Linked DNA regions of Pelodiscus sinensis: region 2 is linked to region 1. Evidence: chromatin contacts called from public Hi-C data. All regions are on one chromosome and are shown on one strand. The core of a region is the stretch at or near the end of the contact, and the rest is flanking DNA. Distances in the headings are between cores, read along the strand shown.

The links. Hi-C and Micro-C count contacts between places; a contact is called where the count stands out from the background.
Region 2: a Hi-C map of blood shows a contact between it and region 1, with 2.4 times the contacts expected there. The contact joins the promoter of LOC142829240 here to the promoter of TSSC4 in region 1. A contact is called at or near these places in 2 of 5 Hi-C or Micro-C datasets (blood and an unstated tissue).

Annotation. Positions count from the first base shown.
Region 1 is chr4:115,592,138-115,596,611 of ASM4963464v1, reverse strand. TSSC4 (tumor suppressing subtransferable candidate 4) reads left to right here and starts at 2,101. Exons shown (of 3, transcript XM_075928142.1): 1 at 2,101-2,256; 2 at 2,901-3,031. LOC142829239 reads right to left here and starts at 455. Exons shown (of 2, transcript XM_075928145.1): 1 at 1-455. The coding sequence starts at 368.
Region 2 is chr4:115,784,429-115,789,436 of ASM4963464v1, reverse strand. LOC142829240 reads left to right here and starts at 3,426. Exons shown (of 1, transcript XM_075928147.1): 1 at 3,426-5,008. The coding sequence starts at 3,979. It overlaps TSPAN32 (tetraspanin 32), which reads left to right. Exons shown (of 8, transcript XM_006134912.4): 2 at 3,304-3,418. All of the region lies in intron 1 of LOC142829242 (a long non-coding RNA gene), which reads right to left.

The sequences.
Region 1 (4,474 bases), core at 852-3,351:
GCTGGGCCTTGCGGGGCTGGCTCGCCCAAAAATGAGTTCAGCCGCTCAAAATAGGGGCAGGCATCAGGCCCTGCTCCCCTCCCCTCCGTGGCCCGCACGTACCCCAGCCGCAACTCCTTAACCTTCGAGCGGACCTGCTCGCAGTTGCGGCTGGGGTGCCCTTGCTGGGCGAGGTTCCGGGCCATCCGGGTGTACAGCTCAGCATTCCGGCGGCGGGACTGGAGGTCATGGAGACCCTCCTCCTCCTCCCACAGGTCCAGGAGGGCCTCCAGCTCCCTGGGGGTCCAGGATGGGGCCCTGCGCTTCCGGCCCCTGGGGGCTTCCTCCTCTGCCCCGGGTGACGGTGGCTGACCACCTCGAGCTGCCATGCCTCCGCTGAGGTGGCTGGGCAGCACACTTGCCACGTCGCAGAGCTGGGAAGGGAGGTCTCTGAGGGCCTCCTGCCACGTGCGGCCAGTAGCGTGCGGGCTCTTTAAGCCCTCGGGTAATGCGGAAGTCCGTGGCTTCTACGGGGTCTCCCGCCGTCCAAACCGCTTTTTTACGTTTCTTCTGCTTTTCCGGAAAAGCTGTCTACACTGGCCCTTTTCCGGAAAAGCTTTTCCGGAAAAAGGACTTATGCCCGAGCGGGAGCATCGTACGGTTTCCGGAATAGCGGCTGATTTTGTACAGTACAGCATCGTTGCTTTTCCGGAAATTCAAGGGCCAGTGTAGACAGCTCGCGGCTTATTCCGGAAAAGCGGCTGATTCTCCGGAATAAGTGGCCCAGTGTAGACACACCCACAGAGTTATTAAGCAATAAAAAAACAGCATTAAAACAGTATGGTGTGCAGTCAGAATAGGGATAGGAACAGGGGAGTGGTTTAGCACTAAGACCCAGGGGAGGCATTTCTTCCTCTTGGTCCTTAGGCTTTTTGCCAGTGGCCATTTTGTTTTCCCGATCAAGCCAGAACATAGCTTCCCTGTGGAACCAGGTAAGCAGGAGTTCCGGTGGCGGGGGCTGGGCCCAGTTGCTGAGTGTGTTGTAGGGTTGCCTCCTGGCAAGGGAAAAAATTAGAAAATACTGGATGTTTTAGGTATCCGGTATTTTCTGAATTTTTTTTACTGGACAGGAGGAGAAAATACCAGACTGTCTGGGTCAATAATGGAAACCTGGCACCCCTATCCTTAACTGGGACTCTCTGGTCCAGCAACAGATGAGGTCTGGCAGGACCATGGATGTTCCTGGACCACCCAGTCCAAGTACAAGGAGGTCTTGCCAGGGGAAGAAGCATAGTGGGAAGGTTGGCCCCATGTGGGAAGAAAAGATGGGAGGTGCAGCAGGGAGTTGTGGTTGCAGCAGCTGGGCAGTAGCAGGGGGTTGGCCCTGGCTGCAGAGCTCCGGCCCTGGCTGCAGCCTGAGTGCTCTAGCCCTAACTGCAATGTTGGGGCTGCAGTCAGGGAGCTCTGGCCCCAGCAGCAGTGGTGCCAGCAGCAGCTAGAGAGCTCCAGGGGCCCAGGCTGGAGCCCTAGTTGGGGGAAGGGATGGTGGTAGTGGTTCGGCATGGGCTGTGAAGGGAGGGACCTCTCCGGTCCAGAAAAGCCCTTCGTTCAGGACTGGTCAGGAGCAGGGAGGTCTAACCTATGTACTGTTCTTTGGATGAAAGCAGCACTAGAAATGAATGTTCATTTCAGCAACGGAGCTGGGCACTGGCTGCTGGGCTCCCTACGCTCTGCTGCCAATACTACTGCAGCCATCTGTGCCGGGCCTCAGTGTTCTCATCTGCAAGCTGGGGAGAATTAGCACTAGCTCCGCCAGGGGGCGCTCGAGGGACAACAAGCGCCCTACCCCCACACAGGCCGGGGCGGGCTTGGAGCGGGCGGCGGAGGAGGTGCCCCATGCGGGCCGCTGCGGTAACCGAGCGGCAGGCTGCAGCCGGAACAGGGCGGCGTTTGAACTGGCGCCTCGCCAGGCCGGGGCCTTGCCCTGGGCCCTGATCAGCGCCGCTGTGGGCCTACGTTCTTTGCGCGGCGCGCTGGGGACTACAACTCCCAGGAGGCCAAGCGGGCGGCTGGTTCTCCCGCCGCGTGGCCTCATGGGCATAGCAGCGGGCGGGGCTGTGGGGGGGGAGGGGCCTGAGCGCCTCAGCGGGCGGCGGGAACTCGGTCTCCCAGCGTGCTTCGCGCGGACCGCCAGGGCTCCCTTCCGGGGAGCGCGCCGGATGTTACTCGGCTGGCAGAGCTGCTGCGAGGAAGGGCGGTTGGACCGCGCTCCGCGAGGTACGGCCCGGGCGAGTCTCCGTGCGGCCACCGCGGGCCGGTTCCTTGCCTGTCTGACCGGGGTACAACCCCCTCACTCCCTGACCTGTGGTCACAGACCCCTCCCCGGCGTCCCCCCAACCGAGCCCCCTCCCCCAACCGAGCCCCGCCCCTTCCCCTCCGAGCCCCGCTCCGACCCCTCCCCTGCGTCTCCCCGAACCGAGCCCCGCCCTCTCCCCAGCGTCAACGATCCCTTGAGGTGAGCCCCGCCCCTTCCCCCTCCCATCAGTCATCCCCCCCCCCCAGGCGTCCCGTTCCTCTGAGCCAGGCCCCGCCCCCTGACCAAACCCCGCCCCCTGGCTGGGTCATAGGTTCCTGATTCCTGCCCCCTGGGAGCTCAGCCTGTGACGTGCTATGCGGCTGACTTGTTGTTGCCTGTGAGATAGCGATGTGCTCCCTGTCAGCGAGGCTCGTGGTGTCTGGTGGGGTGTGGCTAGCTCGCAATAACTGCAGAACTGGTTCGACTTCGCCCACCTAAGCTTAGGGTCTCTGAGGTCAATCACTCACCGCTGTCCCCCCTAAGGTCTTGCCCTGGAGTTGCGAGTGTGGTAACAGCTGACCCACTGCAGCAGTCTGAGTGACTGTGCTCTCTGGCTCCCTCACAGGCAGCAGGAGGCGGAAGGAGGGGGGCCTGATTGACTGAGACCAGCATGGAAGATTCTGATGGGGACCTGTCCATTCAGAGAGATGCTATCTTGTCTGAGTTATATCATATTCAGCTCACCACCAAGAAACTGTGAGTCTCCCTGGGTTGAAGGGGTCAGTACTCAGCCATAGAGTTGTCAAGGAGCAAGCAGCTTTTAGAGCTTGGGAACTTTTCCTTTTTGGTGAGACTCTTGGTGAGGCAATTTAACTCACCAGCTGTGGTGAACTACCAGTTTTGAAAGAAACCCTTATGTAGCTGGGTTTGCTCTTTTCTTCTTCATATAGTTTAGAGCAGTGTTTCTCAAACTGTGCTCTGCAGAGCCCCAGGGCTCCGCAAGACATCTCCAGGGGCTCCGCGAAGTTGACAAACTGGAAACATCGATAGGTACAACACATACAATCAGTGGACCGCTGGGGCTCCGCAACATACAATCAGTGGACCGCTGAGGCTACACATAAATTTTTATGCATGTAAAAGGCTCCGGAGCCCAAAAAGTTTGAGAACCACTCATTTAGAGGATTGCAGTTGTTTCTGCAAATGCTATTGCACTAACTACTATGACTGTAAAGTGTCACAGGGCCAGATTTTTCTAGTGTTCATTTTCCACTTCAAGTAAAGGCTGTATTTTCAAGTGTGTCTGTTGTGACACGTGACCAGTTTTTCAAAGGAGTGCAGGACCCAATGTGTCTTTTATTTTGGTACCTAACTGGTTACAGGTTTTCAAAATCTGTTCCCAGTTATGAGTGCTTAGCTCTTTTGAAATCTGGTCCATAGTATTCTCCACTATGCCCTGCAAATTTTACCACCATGGGTGTAGTGTGCAGTGCTACTAATGGTTACTAATTTGTTACTCATACCGATCACGTTGATTTTGATCTCTGCCTCTGCTAAAATTCTCTTTTCATTTAACAAATCCAATTTTTGATGGGTTATTTTGTAGCCACAGAAAACTAAAAAGAAAAAAAAAAACTGTTTTTTTCCCCCTTTCCCATTGAACTCATAGGCTAGGACCATGATTTTGACATTATGACCTGAGTTTCTTTGTTGATGTCTATCTCAGCAGAAAGAGCATTGTTCTTTTTCCAACCTAAATCCCAGAAATGTCTGAAGGTTTTTCTCTGCGTAGGTTCATGTCAAAAATAGGAATCAGTGCCTCAATTGGAAGATGATTCACAAATGTGCTTACTGTACCTTTTAAAATAAGAAATTTCCCACCTTGTGACGTAGATATTTGTTTTCTAGGGTGCAGGACCTGAGATCTTTGGTGGCTTTAACTGACCCAGAGGAAGGGAAACTGTTTCAGTCTCAAGAGACAGTGAGTGACTAGCACACTTTCCATGCCTGTTTTCAGTCTTCATTGAGAACCTGTATTTATATAGTTTAGGGTAATCTTTTTTCCCATGTCTCTCTCAATAAAGATATCTAAATAAAAAGGGAGGGGGAAAAACCCTGAATTGTTAATTAAAAGTAGCGTACTGGTAATAACAAAAGCCTATTTTTAATTAGTCCTGTATTCTGAAATAAGCCTGCATA
Region 2 (5,008 bases), core at 2,177-4,676, 190 kb before region 1:
ATAAGCTTTTAGTTTCTCAAGCTGTCACTGTAATGCAACTATTTCACAATTCTGGGCTAGCCTTCAAGTAAGAAATATGTTTCAGCCATCAGACAAGGTAGTTTTAAGATGAGGACAGGGATATCTTCTCTTGTTTCTTTCTTTTAAAAAAAGGTATTTTATTACACGTGTGTGAACAATTTCTTGAGGTATTGGATAAGCTGGAACATCTTTGTAGTTTGACATAAGGCTGTCTACTGATGTGGGTATTGGATGGAATGTAACTTGGAATCGTCTAAGTCCATACTGCAAACCAAATGTAATACTATAGATCTATAGATCTGGAGAAGCAAATGTGATGAAATGTGGTGAACGCTTACAAGGAGTTCTGGGAAAACTGCACTGAAATTAGCTCCTCTTTTTAAAAAAAAGAGTGAAAGAAAAATGAATGAATATTTGAGTTCTATAGTTGGTTGAAAAGACTGGGGAGAGAAAAAGTTTTGGAAAAAGTCATTGAAAAAATGTAAATGCTAAATGTAGTTGACCAGCTCTTATTGTAATACATTGTTCTTCCTTCAAGCTGTGTCTAGACTACATGCCTCTGTCGGCAGAGGCATGTAGATTAGACACATAGGCAAAGGCAAATGAAGCTGCGATTTAAATCATCACGGCTTCATTTACATTTACATGGCTGCTGCACTGAGCCGACAAACAGCTGATCAGCTAGTCTGGACACTCCCCTGCCGACATCAAAGCCCTTTGTCGGCAGCCCCATTATTCCTCGTGGAATGAGGTTTACCGGGGCTGCCGACAAAGGGCTTTGATGTCGACAGGGGTAACGTCCAGACTAGCACGCGAGCCGACAAACAGCTGATCAGCTGTTTGTCGGCTCAGCGCGGCAGCCATGTAAATGTAAATGAAGCCGCGATCATTTAAATCGCGGCTTCATTTGCCTTTGCCAAAACAACAAATCTACATGGCTCCGTCGACGGAACCATGTAGTCTAGACGTACCCTCAGAGAGGGATTCTCCTTGTGCTTACGAAGTCTGTGACTCTGAGAATACGCAAGGTAGAATTGCACTCAAACCAGCTGCAGGGGGAGTTGCTTAGCTCAAGTTTAGCTTATTTTGTATTCTATGCATATGGATACAAACAATAACATGCAATTGTGAAGTTATGAGGATTTGTTTAGATTGGTATTTCTGCAGAAAATCTGAGCTGATTCAAGCTAGACACAGCACTACATTCAGGCCCGTGCGCAGGAGATGTGTGTGGGGGGGTGGGGGGGTGCTTTTTTTGTAAATGTGGACTGCAAGGGTATGAATGCACCCTCACCACGGTCCCCCAAGTAAGCAGGGAAATCAGCCCCAGCCTGCCCCTGGCTGCTCAGAGCATGGGGGAGGGAGGCTTGGGGCAGTGTGCTGCTCCTGCCTTCTTCTGGCAGGCCAGAGCATGCTTACTTGGGAGACCTCAAGGGGGAGCTTTCCTACCCTTCGCACCCCCTCTGTATATGGACCTGATACTGTGTATGAATAACAGATTCTCAGTTGCAAATAACCTAAAAATTCATAATTGTTTTTAAGTTCTATTGTACTGAAATTGGGGGTAATTGTTACAGTATATGTTGCACTCCAGAATGGCACCAACAGTTGTGAGACACCTCACTGCCACCTGCCCATAGTGTGATGAAGTCCGTCTGTGCCTGTTGTAGCTTAGTTCCTGGAAATCACCAGCTTCTATCAACCCAAACACTGCCTTCCTGGCCATAGCAAGCCTTACTGTCTCTGTGCAGGTTCGTAATAAGTACGCTCCAGCCCTGGAGTCCTTGGAGTATTCCTGCAGTGTCCAGTCCTGAACGCTCACAGATATACCAGGTCTATTAGCTCAAGGGGACAGTGTACACACTAGCTTGTTTGAGTCAGCTGAGGATCAACTCTTACATAACATCGCAGCACTGAGATAGTGAAAACAGTCATGAGTTTATTATCAAAGATTCAGATTTACACGATAAGGTTAATAATGGAAACAGAAACGGTTACATATAACATAAAAAATATAACACACTTCTTAGAGTCTAAACAGATTAAACCCTTGTCTAAATTAGTTTCTCACTTAAAGCAATCTCCCAGCAACATGGCTGGGATCTTGCTTTCATGAATGCAAAGTGAAACTGCCTTTTGCCTTCTCCTTACATTCCCCCCAAATCCACAGTTTCATCCCCTGAGTCAGGGTAACATCTGATGGTTCAATTTAATCTCCAGTGCCTTGCCTTGCTAACTTCCCATGCCCTTGTTCAGTTCATATATAAATGGGGCTTCCATTGTGTTGGCTTACAATGCTTAGTCTTCATGGCTAGCAAAGGGTATGTCTACACTGTGGGCTAAAGCTAAATTAAGCAATTCAACTTAAGCTATGTTGAGGCTACGTCTACACTGCAGGTTTCTTGCGCAAGCACTGTTTTGCACAAGAGTTCTTGCGCAAAAGGTCTTGCACAAGAGCATGTCCACGCTGCCATGTGCTTTTCCACGAGAGCGTCCATGGCAGTGTGATGCTCTCTTGCACAAGAAAGCTCTGATGGCCATTGTAACCATAGGGATTTCTTGCGCAAGAAACCCTTGTTCCCCGCCCACACTGTCTCCTTGCGCAGGAGATCTTGTGCAAGAGGGCTTATTCCTTGTGGGGAGAGGAATAACTCTTGCACAAAAAGCCCTCTTTTCTGATGCTTTACTGTAAATTTACTTGCACAAGAACACGCATGCAGTGTACACTCTCTGCAAGTTTTTGAGCAAGAACAGTTGTTCTTGCACAAAAAGCCTGCAGTGTAGATGTAGCCTGATTGTGTACCTGAAGTCAAAGTAGCTTATCTCAGGTTTTCAGATGCGCTCTTTTGGAAGAAGTTTTTTCAGAAGATTCTTCCAGAAAAGCTTCTTCCAAAAGAAACCTGCAGCCTAGACAGAACCTAAATGCTACAGGAATTGGTGCCATGTAAATACATTGAAAGATATGTCTGTGAAACCCTGATTCCTCTGTTTTTTCCCAGTAACTGTCCCTAGGATTCTGGAGCAGAAGAAATGCTAGAGTGCGTGGTTTCAGATGCAGTAATTATACAGATCTGATAAGAGTTTAATCTATTAAAGTGCCCAGAGGTTCCCATCACATGTGACTTTCAGGCATATACTGTAAACTAATTCTCTCTGGGAACAGGTTGTTTCTCATTTGGCATGGCTTAAAATATCTGTGTGCGCTTGATAAGCTCTACGGTAGTTTTTCTGTGAATCCTTCATTTACTACTTTCCTTTCTCAGTAAAATCTCTGTTTTTCAGCTGCTGGGGCTGTCAGTCACCGTACTGACCATTATCACCCGCTATGGGGCTCACTTCAGCGTAATCAGTGGTGTCTCCTCTGAAGCAAACCCCTATAGAATCTTCCACAGTGTAGGTAAGTGACAGACCTTTGTTGTCCAGCAGAGATTTCCTGGGAGGGCCAACTTTTTTGGAGTTGCATAAAATTAGGGTGTAGTGAAAGGAAATTTGAAGACTCCACATGAAGTGCAGTCACTATAGACGTATGGTTCCTCTTTTCTGTATGAGACACATGCTTGGCTTCATATGAGGAATAATGGAGGAATGAGTCTACTAATGTTCCCCAGGCTTCAGCTACTGCAGACCAGACCTAGAGTACCAGCAGGGTCAGCGAGTATCATAGGCATGGGAAGGCACTGCCTTCCCAAACTGCCTCATGTGACCCCGCCCATGCTCCACCGGAGTCCCCCAGACCTCCTGTCTCAGCCTGCTGTTGTCATGTGAGAGGCAAGGGCAGGCAGGGTGGGGGCTGTGTCGTGCCACCGGTTCTTCCAGTGCTGGTGCCACTCTGGCCATCCAGCATTGGGGCTGGTGTCTCAGCTCCTGAGGGTGCAGGCTACAGCCGTGCCACCCGCCGGCTCTCCAGAGCAGACTGCAGCCGTGCCACCCGCCAGCTCTCCAGAGCAGACTGCAGCCATGTCACCCGCCAGCTCTCCAGAGCAGACTGCAGCCGTGCCACCCGCCAGCTCTCCAGAGCAGACTGCAGCCGTGCCACCCGCCGGCTCTCCAGAGCAGACTGCAGCTGTGCCACCCGCCGGCTCTCCAGAGCAGACTGCAGCCATGTCACCCGCCGGCTATCCAGAGCAGACTGCAGCCGTGCCACCCGCCGGCTCTCCAGAGCAGACTGCAGCCGTGCCACCCGCCAGCTCTCCAGAGCAGGCTGCAGCCGTGTCACCCTCCGGCTCTCCAGAGCTGACTGCAGCCGTGCCACCCTCCAGCTCTCCAGAGCAGGCTGCAGCCGTGCCACCCTCCGGCTCTCCAGAGCAGGCTGCAGCCGTGTCACACGCCGGCTCTCCAGAGCAGACTGCAGCCGTGCCACCCTCCGGCTCTCCAGAGCAGACTGCAGCCGTGTCACCCGCCGGCTCTCCAGAGCTGACTGCAGCCGTGCCACCCTCTGGCTCTCCAGAGCAGGCTGCAGCCGTGTCACACGCCGGCTCTCCAGAGCAGACTGCAGCCGTGTCACCCGCCGGCTCTCCAGAGCAGACTGCAGCCGTGTCACACACCGGCTCTCCAGAGCAGACTGCAGCCATGTCACCCGCCAGCTCTCCAGAGCAGACTGCAGCCGTGCCACCCGCCAGCTCTCCAGAGCAGACTGCAGCCGTGTCACCCGCCAGCTCTCCAGAGCAGACTGCAGCCGTGTCACACGCCAGCTCTCCAGAGCAGACTGCAGCCGTGCCACCCGCCAGCTCTCCAGAGCAGACTGCAGCCGTGTCACACGCCGGCTCTCCAGAGCAGATTGCAGCCATGCCATCCACCGGCTCTCCAGAGCAGACTGCAGCCATGTTACCCGCCAGCTCTCCAGAGCAGACTGCAGCCATGTTACCCGCCAGCTCTCCAGAGCAGGCTGCAGCCGTGTCACACGCCAGCTCTGCAGAGCAGGCTGCAGCCGTGTCACACACCGGCTTTCCAGAGCAGACTGCAGCCGTGCCACCCTCCGGCTCTCCAA